Regions from separate parts of the Mus musculus genome. Here region 2 is linked to region 1. A link is a contact called in public capture Hi-C data. All regions are on one chromosome and are shown on one strand. The core of a region is the stretch at or near the end of the contact, and the rest is flanking DNA. Distances in the headings are between cores, read along the strand shown.

Region 1 (6,575 bases), core at 2,951-5,450:
AGATGCCTATGCTGGAAGAAAAAGGTCTTTGAAGGCTTCTCTTCAATCTACAAAGGAAAAGACCTGAACAGTTAGGGAAAGGCCTCACTACAAAAGAAAAGAGACAGTAGAGAACTTTGGATGGAGAAGACTCTACCAAGGCTTATAGAAATGGCCAAGACTGGTTCCTACCCGCCTCTCTTCTTACCTTCTAAATATTCTCCAGCCCAGATGCCTAGTGAAAACTAGCCTAGAATGTAAATCAGCTCCAGTCTGGGGAAGGAGAACCCAGGGCAAACAGAAGCAGGCACATGGGTGTCTGCAACCTCCCAACCATCTCCCTGGAGACAGTCTGGATGCAGCCAAGAGCTCTAAGGAATGGAGAGACCTAAGACTTACTAGGTATCCAAGCATACAGTTCTGAAAAGAGAAAGCTCTCACGTCAAATGCCTATAAAAACAAGACAACCAAAGAGAGAGAGAGAGAGAGAGAGAGTGATTGCTGCTAGGCAAGGAACTTTGAGCTTGTCTGTCTTTATAGAGATTTTTCTGGTTCCCAGCTTTAAAGTATCGCTTGGGGACAATGGGTAATTTAATTAAATATTGCCAAGGCTTGGCTGAGGTTGCCTGGGAGTTGGTGGCTTAAAGTTCCTTCCATGTCATAATTTTATCAATGATCTATGTTCAGAGGAACTGAGTTCTTGTGTCATCGAAAAGGGGAGCACGAGGCGGTCAGAGCTGACATGAAAGAATTCTAATGTTCATTTATAAGCTCTCTGGCAGGCACAGCCTTTCTAGGAATTTAGCCCCATGCCTTCAGCACCCTAGCCTAGCACTCAACATAGGGGAAGTAGATACCTAGGAAAGTGATCTTGATGTAGGAAAGAGGGGGTGAAACCAAAGAAGTATGAATGTGAAACACACAAATGCAATCTTTAAAAAGAATTAAGGCCAGAGGAGGTGGTGAACATCTGTAATCCTAGCACTGGGGGTGAGGGGCTGAGACAGGTAGCTGGCCAGTTTGGGGGCAACCAGAATAAATACTTAGACCATATTTTTTTAGAAGGGGTGTAGATGCAGAAGAAACAGCTCAGTGGCAGAGTAGTTGCCTAGGATCACGGCTATTCTCAGATGCAGACATAAAACAGAAGCAGATCCAACACCACGTGACCTGCTATAACTACTAGGCAATAGGTACCTGACCTTCAACAAGTGCTACTAGCAGCCAGACCCTGGGACAGAGAGTCTGTCACTCATTCTATGTTCTCCAGAACTTCACTTCTGTCAAGAGCAACTTCTACATCATGGATGCTCTTAGGTCTATCTATGGTCATCTGAGAGAACCCCATTAAGTCACAGGTTAAGCCTCCAACTTCCTAACAATGGGGCAGAGGATGGGAGCCAGTCCATTACTAGCCTAGCTCTCCATATGCTGCACAGATTTAGTCTGAAATAGAAGAGCTAAATTGCTGTTTTATTTTGAGCAGGCCTGGAACTCTGTCAGGTGGTCTGTTGATCCCACCTCCAGGGCTCAGCTGCTCCCCCCGCACCCCCCCCCACACCCACCCCACACTCTCTACCATGCATCACTTCCAGATCCTCCACCAAATACACAATGGGCATCTCCTTCTTCCTCTGAGGTTACATTTAATCCTTTCTCCCCATCTCCCAACATTTCTACTTATTTTCTCTTCTTCTCTGTCTCTCAGCTCCTCTTCCCTGCTTTTTCTATCAAAGTTCCAGCCAACCAGATGTTAAACTTCTGGAACTTTTTTCCCCCCTCCAGAAAGGTTTCCTCTATTGGCCATGGTCATACAATTCTTGGCAAAGAGGTTGCTCAGAGTTACGACTACAGATCACAAGAGTGAGGGACTGCACCTCTTTCCCATGACAATCCCAATTAGCACACAGGATGTGAAGGCTTTCCTAGGAAGCTACGGGGGACCTGTCCAGCAGCTGTTCCCTGAGTCACAGGGCCCTCCTCCTCCTCCTCTTCTCCTCTTCTCCCCCCCCCCCTCCCCCCCACACCTGCTCCAGGCTCTGCAGTTACACCCTTGGGACAGGCTAGCCAGAATTCCAGAAATGACCCCACCCACCCCCCAATTGAAGAGATTACTGTATGGAGACGGAAACTTGTCCCAAGTCATCAGTTAAGCCGGGACAAACTAGACCCAAAGAAGAGAGCAGCACCCTTGCTTTTCTTCTCTCTCCAGTATCTCCCAACCCTCACTCTAACGTAACCTATAGAGCTCCCTTCCTTGCTAGGATCTGGAAGAGCTACACGGCTGCGAGATTTGCGGCAGACCTAGTGGCAACTTAATTTTTATGGAGTTTAGTGCCTTGGGAGGTCAGAGTGGTGGCTCCTGTTTGCTATTTTAAGCAAAAAACCTAAGGACAGTTTCTTCTTAGCCTTTCTTCTTCTCTTGCTGCCTCCCTCCGTCCCTCCTCCTCCTCCTCCTCCTCCTTCTCTATGGACAAAGGGAGCAGCTTCCCTGCCAGGCATTCCAGAGCCCAATCCTCCCGCCTCCTCTCTCCATCTGCTCTGGCCTGTTGCTTCAGTGCTTGGAGTGTACAAGCAGAGGCATCTGCGGATGCCACCACATCCAGGATGCTCCAGTCCTGGAACCCATGCTCCACTCTCTCCCAGTATTGTCCCAGCCCTTTCATACAATAGACAGTAATTGGAGACTGGGGATCCCTTTGCCTCCCCAAGTCTCTTACCCAGGAGCTGACAGTGGGAAGGCTGGGTCCCTAGAAGAGGGCCATATAGACATTAAAGTTGAAAGGGGGTGGGGGGTGGGGGCAAGTGTATGTTAGGCCCAAAGGTGCCTGAGGCAAAGCAGGGTGAACTGAGGTGTGAGCAAGTGTGAGCAGGTGTGAGCCAAGAGGTTCAAGTAATGTCTTGCTGAAGAGTCAGCATTTCTTGGGGGGTGGGAGGCGGTTTGCAAAACCCTAGAGTTCTTGCACAAACGGCTACTAGGGGCTGATGGGGGCATAAAGGGGTTCTCCTGCAGCTAGGCTGAGGCTGGGTTGTATAATCAAGACTCTTTAAACTACTTGCAAGGACATTTACTTGGAGGTGGTCTTGGAATCCTGTGAGGACCTAGGGAAGAGAAGCACCTGCCCTCAACACCTATAGCTGATACCAGTGAGCAAAGCTGGCCACTGGGTGGATCACAGCGGACCCACGAGGCGGGAGCTCCTGGGACAGACAAGAGATGTGAATGGCTCACCCGTGTCTTGGCGGAACTGGTTCATGGACTGCAGGTCGATGATGTAGGGCGCGAGCCGGCTGTCCACCTGGCCCAACACCACGCTGCCCCCGGCGCGGGGACCAGCGCGCACCACCGCCTCGATGTGGTGACTCACGGCTGGGCTGTAGGGACGCCAGCGGCCGTGTTCGTTCAGCCATTCCCACACCACCACTGCCGAGGCCAGGAGCATGGCGAGCCCGGGGTTGCGGCGCGGTGCTGCCCACCTCCCGGGCCCGGCCTTCTGCGCTTCCTCCGGCGCCGCCGCCTCCGGGTCTCAACCGCGCCCCCCGGTCTGCGCCCCACCGCTGCGGGAAGCCTCAGCTGCGGCCCATGGGGGAGTCCGCAGCCGCGTAGGCACTGGGACACGGACCCCGGAGCTGCCCGTCTCCGACTGCGCTCCGCCGGGCTCCGCCGCCTCTGCCGCTGCTCCGAGGGGTCCAGCGGCTTCATGCAAAGGCCCGGCCCTGCGCACTCGCCGCCCCGCCTTGCAAAGCCACCCGGGGGCGCGCGGCCCGAGCGCGACGCTGCACCCGCCTCGCACCAGTTGCGCCTCGGGCTCCGCGGGCGCCCGCGTGGATCGCGCCGCACGGTCACGCCCTCCGCCCTCTCTCCGCTTCGAGTAAGCCGACCGCGGTGGCACAGCTCCCCCTCCCTGCGGCTCGGCTCAGTGGCCTCCAGGAGGAGTCGCCCCTCCCGGGCAGAGCGCCAAGGCGAGCTCGCGCCCGCGGAGGCTTCCCTGGTCCCCCAGTCTCGAGAGCACGCGCGCCATCCCGGTCCCAGCTGCCACTGCCAGGACCCAACTTTGCAGCCTGTTCAAATATGGAACTGTCTGTCTGTCTGTTTTCAGCTCAGCACCGGCCGTGTCCGCGGCGTGAGCTCAGAGGCTCGCATCTCCCTACAGCTCGTGCATGCATACGCATTCTCTCTCTCTCTCTCTCTCTCTCTCTCTCTCTCTCTCTCTCTCTCTCTGTCACACACACATACATCCACACCCACACACGCACGCAACACCCCCCACCCACACACACACACACACAGGAATTGCCCCACGCTCTCCTTGTTCTGTCCGTTATTACCTCATCCTCGTCTGCACCGTTCCCTAGCTGTCCATCAAAGATGCAAAAGCCACGCCCCATGGCCACTAGCACCAGCGATCTAGAGCTTCCATGCCCCCTGCTGGTCCAAATCCTCAAGTGCAGGTCAAAGGCCACACACTTGTGACCATCGAGAGCCAGTGCCAAGGGTTCCCTGCGTTTACATAGAGAGAAAAGAAGTTCTTGCTGTCCAATTTTTCTGTTAGAAGACACAAGGTAGACTAATTCATCCTGCAGTGTCTATGTAAATAAAACCATGAGACAGCAGAACAAACGCAAGCTAGACTCGCTCATTTTGATCATCAATGGCTAAAGAGGAAAGTAATATAAAGTGGGTTCTGACTAAGGGGATTGAAGCCTGTATTGCACATTATTGCTTGGCATGGTACATCACACGGGCAACTTCCACACTTGAGAAGCAAGAAGATGGAGAATTTCATGCCACATATCCAGACCAGGTCTCCAAACGAATTAAGTTAGACATTTTAAAGAGAATTATGTATTAACCTTGTCAGAAAACACACACTTTGTTTCTCCGTGGGTGGAACTGCACAATGAATCCGTTCTGACAAAGTGAAGCTGGAATTTGGAGCAATCTTATATTGGTAATGAGATTGTTAATCTTTTTTGGAATGGCTTTTCCATAGTTTCATGTGCTCCTTTTATATTTGAGGAGACAAACAGAAAACCGCTCCTAAGCAGATAAACTAGAAATTTCCAGATAGAGGAAACTTAAACTGGGGAAAGGTGTGGGTGGGTATTAAGAAATATTTAACTGTCTGCTTGCAGGACAAACAGGAAGTAGAAAGAACTAACGTTTACTTTCTGACCATTCTCTTTTGCACTCCGTCTTCTTGTGTCTACCACGATAACACGGCAGGGTAGTATAGTAGAAGTGAAATGAATGACAACACAGGAAAACATTTGCGCCTGGGTAACTTGTTAGAGAGAGTGAATATATAGTAATTAGTTGTGAGTCTGAACAGGTGAGAGGGTGCGCCAGAGAACCTGACAGCTTCTGGAACAGGCAGAAGCACAGAGGCGCTGAGGCAGCACCCTGTGTGGGCCGGGGACAGCTGGCCACCTTCCGGACCGGAGGACAGGTGCCCACCCGGCAGGGGAGGCGGCCTAAGCCACAGCAGCAGCGGTCGCCATCTTGGTCCTGGGACTCCAAGGAACTTAGGAATTTAGTCTGCTTAGGTGAGAGTCTGTACCACCTGGGAACTGCCAAAGCAACACAGTGTCTGAGAAAGGTCCTGTTTTGGGCCTTCTTCTTCGGCCAGGAGGAGGTCCAAATACAAGATATCTGCGCACCTTCCCTGTAAGAGAGCTTGCCAGCAGAGAGTGCTCTGAGCACTGAAACTCAGAGGAGAGAATCTGTCTCCCAGGTCTGCTGATAGACGGTAACAGAATCACCAGAAGAACAATCTCTAAACAGAGTCAACTATAACTACTAACTCCAGAGATTACCAGATGGCGAAAGGTAAACGGAGGAATCTTACTAACAGGAACCAAGACCACTCACCATCACCAGAACCCAGCACACCCACTTCGCCCAGTCCAGGGAACCCCAACACACCTGAGAACCTAGACCTAGATTTAAAAGCATATCTCATGATGATGGTAGAGGACATCAAGAAGGACTTTAATAAATCACTTAAAGAAATACAGGAGAACACTGCTAAAGAGTTACAAGTCCTTAAAGAAAAACAGGAAAACACAATCAAACAGGTAGAAGTCCTTACAGAAAAAGAGGAAAAAACATACAAACAGGTGATGGAAATGAACAAAACCATACTAGACCTAAAAAGGGAAGTAGACACAATAAAGAAAACTCAAAGCGAGGCAACACTAGAGATAGAAACCCTAGGAAAGAAATCTGGAACCATAGATTTGAGCATCAGCAACAGAATACAAGAGATGGAAGAGAGAATCTCAGGTGCAGAAGATTCCATAGAGAACATCGGCACAACAATCAAAGAAAATGGAAAATGCAAAAAGATCCTAACTCAAAATATCCAGGAAATCCAGGACACAATAAGAAGACCAAACGTACGGATAATAGGAGTGGATGAGAATGAAGATTTTCAACTCAAAGGTCCAGCAAACATCTTCAACAAAATTATTGAAGAAAACTTCCCAAATCTAAAGAATGAGATGCATATGAACATACAAGAAGCCTACAGAACTCCAAATAGACTGGACCAGAAAAGAAATTCCTCCCAACACATAATAATCAGAACATCAAA
Region 2 (5,913 bases), core at 743-3,242, 260 kb after region 1:
AAGGGTAAAGCACTAAGGTGGAAGGATAATGCCCTAATTATACTTTATTATACCACCAATACAAACAAAATCATGTACACACATATGCACAGCCAGAATAACCATGTTTATCTTCTGTTCATACGTGGGTCAACCCTACTTGACGAAATATGCCTGTGGTCTAAGGTTTTCCAAAATTGATGCTGAGAAAACTAGGCCCCTGGGGAACTACTGATATCCCATTAGATCAAAGAGGGAGACAGAGGCAAGAGTTAAGAGCTACATTTGCTTGGCCCCATAATGGCTCTCATGTGCTGAGATTCCCATGTGATGAGAAGAAATGACACGGAGGTCATGGATAGACCTCACAGTCCACTGTGAAAGCTCTTGAAGGACCTTCAAGCCCCACAGCTTCTTCTCAAAGAGGCCACCATCTCCAATTGTGACAGGCATCCCATCAGCCTCTTTTTCAGGGACCTTCTGTTCCAGAAGCGCCATTAACTCCTCTAGCTGGTAGGCGAAGGCAGAAACTTGGAGCGTAAGAGTATGTATTGCCTGATGGAAGTCACCTTCAGTCGGGGTGAAATGCACTCTCTGGTCTTCTAAAAGCTTGGTTAACATCCCTTGGAAGGTACGGTAAGCCTGGAGGTTCTCTTGGAGTCGCTCTGCCTCAGTCATCTCACTCCAGCGATCAGTGCTTGCCACTGGTACACCATCCACTGAGTCAAGGCTGATATTTTTATTCAGGCCTTGATGTTTTACCTGGCCAAGGATATAGCAAAACATATGTTCCATATCATCTCAATTTCCTTCTTCAATCACAAATACAATTTCCTTGACTTTCATAGTCAGTGATCCAAGTTGTTAAGAAAATGCTTAGAATGGAAACCCTTCATATGGGGAGTCCTGATCCCACAGCACTGCCTGAATTTCCCTATGCCCACTGTCCACTCTCAAGGTGAAATCAATCCTTTAGAATACAGCTGGCTTTTATGTCCATCTCTTTGGACACTGAGTCTCATAACTGGCAAGGCTTTTCAAAAGTTTTCAATTCTTAGAGAACTTAAATTTATAACTTTGATCAGAGGCCTGGGATATTACCACAGCAGGTCTTTTAGACAGTGGCCTTTTATGAGAAAACAAGCCCAGAACTGTGGTTAATTTGACATTTTTCTCAAGACTTTTTGGCAGATCTATTTAGTCACAAGTAGTCTAATATGTAGTACTAAAATAAAAGTAGCTTATACTATACAGAGGGCAACTATACATTTCTCTAAAACCCCATATAGTTTTTCTTATCCTGTAATCTTTTTATTTCTAAGGTTCAAAAATTATATGAAGAACCTATGACTTAGAAAACCTATTGTCTACCCTGGTAGGATTCAGAAAAAAGGCAACCAAATAATGTATATTCTCACTTAAGGAAGGACCTGTCCACCTTAAACAGGCTGGATGAAGACAGTAAGGTTGTGTGAATTTTCTCAAGGGAAAGAACATGTCAAATTATAGGTGCTTAATATATGAATGACTAGGGAGCTATACCATAAATACACACACACTAGTGTTTTCGTAACCGGTTATGGGGTTGGAACATGATGGTTAAGAGTTGGGCTAGAAGACTTGAAAACAGACAACCAGACAAAAGCAAAATAGACAACTTACATAAGATTCCATAAGAGCAGTCAGGTCTGAACGAATCTTCCTTGCTAGCCAGATAGAGCGGCTACAGAGGTCCCGGCGGTGAAGGGTCAGAGGTGATTGCTCTGCGAAAGCCATCCCCTAAATCAACTGTCCCAGGAAACAAGTGAGCTGGTTTGCTTCTGTCTTCACTAGTCCAAATAAGAAATGTGACTCCCACAGACTAAATCTACTGGGCATTCTCTAATGGGATTGTGCACCCCCATCCCCACCCCCTGCCTGACTCAGAGGTGGCAGCAAATTCCTGGCTGTGGATTTTGTGCCTGTGGAATCAAAGGGCCCTTTTAATCAGTCTTTTTTTTTTTCCCTCGAAGCGTCTGCCTTCATCTCTCCTCCACTCAGTACTTAGCACTTGTTTTTATGTCATTGTTTTGCTTTTGTACTTAGCAACAAGGTCACTATCACGCTAATCCTCCTGACACCCACCCCTGCCTAATGTAGTCTAGTATTTACACATATAATTTGATTTTACTCTTCTGTTTTCCATGCTCACTGTATTTTAATTTGTTTTATCCTGGCAAAATATAGTATTGAAATAGGTGTCACTTATTAAATGAGTCAGATACTATGCTACACATTTAAACTTCATTGGAATCTTGAGTAATCCTGGGCTGAACATTAGTCTTGGGGGTAGTTTTCTCATTTGATGTCTTTTATCTAAGAAATTAATACAATAAACTAGATTCGTATTTCTGCATTGGTCTTTGGCTTTATTTCCCCCCACCTCACACTGACTTTACAATTTCTTTGGGTAGCTCATGATATGTGCAAGAAACAGAGACTATGTGATACAGGTCATTTATAGCCATCTTTCCGTTCCCATTATCTGTAAGGTTTAGACTTGTTTAAAAATTAGCTAAAGGAGCATCTCTAGTCTCAACCATGGGGCCTTCCTGGTAGCTACAGGATGTGGAAGGCACTGTTTAGGCCTGTTCTCTCCCAAAGGAAACACCCAACCCAAACTTGGTAACATTTCTCAGGCACTTTCACTCAAGTGACAACATGCTTCTTTTTCTTACCAGTCCCAGTCATTCGCCATGCTTAGCAAGGTAATGAACAAGGCTTTGAAATGAAGACAAAAGAGTTAAAAAGGTCTTACAGACCTGTCATTCTATTGTACTGCACTTAGTGGGTGAAGTTAATAGGCTCAAGTTTCAAAGTTTCAACCCGAAATAGGTCAGTGAAGTCAATGTCCCCATTTTATATCACAGATTTTGCCAAGAAGTTCAAACACTTGCCACCTCAGTAGCAAATTGACATAGGTGAGAAATGGCTGCCATAGAACTTTTTAGCAAGGTTGAATTATGTTTTCTTTTTTTAAAGTTAGAACTTGACATAAAAGCTTTGGTAAGAAGCACTGGTCTTAAATGCAACCACGGTTTTGTCATTGTCAGAGTAAACTGTACTTCACAGTATCCTTAACATCCCCTAGAAAGCAACCAAAACACCCTTTGGAGTCTGCCAAACACAGAGCTACAAGGCCTCTCTGCATTAGAAGCCCTCCCAACTCTTAACAAAGAGCAAATAGCACCATACAAAAGGGGCATGTTTTCCTCATTTAGCAGCATCAACTGTTTTATCCTCGCATGACTAACTCAGTACAACCAAGGAAGACCAGTTGCTTCCAGGAAGACAACTTTTATTTTTCTTCTTTACATACTTATTTTGAAATGATTACCTAGATTAAAAGGAAACAAGATTTTAAAAGCAAAGTATCCCTTTTATTATAATTTTTTTCTTTTACATAACTTTTAAACCTAGATCAAGTAACCAGCTATCTCTCATCACAGGAAAAGGGTCCTGCACATTTCAACAGGCAAAAAGTCTCAGGAGATATAACTGCCCCATTACAATTTCCCGATTTTCTTGAGTATACTGGAAAATTGATAGAAAGAAAGGCAGGAAACTAGCCCTGCAGCAAGGCTGTAAGACCTCACTTAGGTTGTTGGTATATAGTTAGTTGATTTTCTTCCTCTGAACAGGTACAAGGGAGGTCCAAGTGCTCTATGCTGATGTTTTCTCTGCTCATTCCCAGGACTCCCAGCCAGTGTCTGACTAAACCCTGTAAAATGTGTTAGGGTCTAATTATGCAAAATACGCTAGCAATGCAAGCAAGGAGGGTACACAACTCCCAGAAATACCAAGTAATTATCATAACTATATACCTAAGAATTTAGAATTGCCAATTGAAGATGGAGGTATGACTTAAAAGATAACAAACCATCAGTATGAATTAACTATTTTCAAAACTAAAAGGACTCCTTCGAAGGACAATTAAATGACTGGCATGGGAAAAAAGAAAAGGGTAGGGGCTTAGTTTGCTCATACACTTTTATTATACTAGCACTAGCTCTCAAAAGGAATAGGAAGTTCATGAAAAATTTATTGCAAACTGCTAAAAAAACTTATTGCCAACAGAGAGCAGCTAAGATGACCGAGCCCCCTTTCAGCCCCACCCCAACCCCATGAGAGGACAGGAAGTTTCTAAGTTTTAGAACTAGTTGCTTTTATGGGGAGGAGAGCGAAGTACAGAAAAGAACATATTTTTCCCCATCCCAGAAAAGTGAGATGTTTTCAATGCAGTTTGTTTTTCTGTGGGTGGCTCTATCTAATTTATTGGAGACATTCTAAATGTGAAAAACAAAGGGTAAGTGTAGGACACAGATACTAGATAAACAGCGTCAAGAGGAGCAAAGTTTGCTGCAGATCCATTTTTAATTCCTCTTAAAGTGTTTTCAAATCTATGCAATGTACCAAGGTCAACTGCAACTCTGCAGGGCAGAAAAGCCTGTCTTCATGCCTTTTCTCCCCTCACATGGAGGGGTGGCTAAGTCTGCAACACTCTAGAGGAAACAATAATGTGTTTAAGATTGTTCCTGTAGGTGTCTTCCTCCCTCTCCCTGGCATCCCAACCACCGACATAGGTGGGTGTATAGTAAGCGTCTTTCAGAGATGACATTTTGCTATTCTCCTTTTGGGGGGAAAAAAAAATCAAGCAGAGAAAATTTGATAAACTCCACAGTTTTAGTGTTTGTGAAAAACAAGCTGTTCCTTATTTTGTTCTCAAACTCTTATTTTTCCCAATAGTCATCATGTGTTGCTGACAACAACTGGCCCAGTCTTCAATGGCTGATTCTGAAGTACACAGGGAAGAACTGCACTCCTAATTTTCAAAAAATGAGCTGAATTAGGGTTTTAGTCTTTTGAGAGGTAGAAGCATGTAAAAATATGATCCGTGTCTCCCAGTGACAGTAATTTTAATGCCACAGGGCATTAAAATCTCTACTCAGAGGAAAACAGATAATTCTGGGGAAAGCCAAAAAACATTATCGTATAGATTTTTACTTTTGTTTTTGTCTATTGAAGCTTTGTCTCTTCTAAAGAGGAGATAAGACAGAAGAGTTTACTCTTAACCAAATCTCTAGAACTTTTAGATTGTGTTCCTTCATGAATGACAGGGTCCGGTCTTCCACTGAGAGCTGGAATGACCAATAACAAAATCAAAACAAGGGGCCAGCAGGGATATATATGCAAAGAAGATAAATTCACAGAAGAAAATTTTTTATGTGTGATTTAGACCTTGACCAACATTCCTCATCCCCTCAAAATTCTTGTATCTCAAATGCTCTTAAAAATCTCAAAGAGCACACTAGTTACCACAAACCTATCAAACTTCCCTAAGGCTTCCAAAAAAGCACTAGGCTATTGTAGTGATTCTGTTAGTGCTGGGGACCAGCTTACTTTAAAGGCCACTGGAGAACTATGATTTTAGAGGCTGGCTGTGCTTCTTCAACTCTAAGCCTTGCCTTCAAAGTACCTCTTGTAGGAAGGATCCCATGTCAGAATAATCTACTCTCCCAGCCCCACAAAACATAGCAACAAAGACCCTCCCCCCCAAAAAATCAGACTTTCCATTAATAAATAAGGAATCTCAGGTTCCACAACACAAAACACACATGTTCAAAGTGCAAATTTCTGCCATTAGCCTGGGACTTTTCTCACTGACACAGAGCCCTATCTTTCAGCCAGAAACAGAGGTCAGTCCCCTCTCTTGGGAGCCTGCTTCCAAGCAAGTGAGCACCATTAAGAGCATTATGGAGGTTCAGGAGTGGGGGGAACTGAGGTGCTGGGATCCATTGAAAGGGAGGGAGGTGGTCCCCATGTATCCTTCCTTCCCCAAACCCAGTGAGTAATGGAAGAGGGGTGAGAGATGTGTGCTGTTTTAACAGCATCCTG

What was found. Capture Hi-C pulls out chosen DNA fragments and counts their contacts.
Region 2: a contact with region 1 is called in a capture Hi-C map of macrophages, with 6 times the contacts expected there. A contact is called at or near these places in 18 of 39 promoter capture datasets (the 3T3-L1 cell line, 3T3-L1-derived adipocytes, the C10 cell line and 12 more), 10 of 484 Hi-C or Micro-C datasets (B cells, CD8 T cells, the G1E-ER4 cell line and 6 more), 7 of 130 datasets of targeted methods (astrocytes, bone marrow-derived macrophages, embryonic stem cells and 4 more) and 3 of 9 other capture datasets (adipose tissue, liver and macrophages).

What each region holds. Positions count from the first base shown.
Region 1 is chr19:12,497,796-12,504,370 of GRCm38.p6, forward strand. It overlaps Dtx4 (deltex 4, E3 ubiquitin ligase), which reads right to left and starts at 4,201. Exons shown (of 9, transcript NM_172442.3): 1 at 3,212-4,201. The coding sequence starts at 3,422.
Region 2 is chr19:12,763,640-12,769,552 of GRCm38.p6, forward strand. It overlaps Cntf (ciliary neurotrophic factor), which reads right to left and starts at 1,993. Exons shown (of 2, transcript NM_170786.2): 1 at 1,642-1,993; 2 at 1-741. The coding sequence starts at 1,755. The coding sequence ends at 259. It overlaps Gm44505 (predicted readthrough transcript (NMD candidate), 44505), which reads right to left. Exons shown (of 13, transcript NR_024093.1): 12 at 1,642-1,767; 13 at 1-741. It overlaps Zfp91 (zinc finger protein 91), which reads right to left. Exons shown (of 11, transcript NM_053009.3): 11 at 3,300-5,913.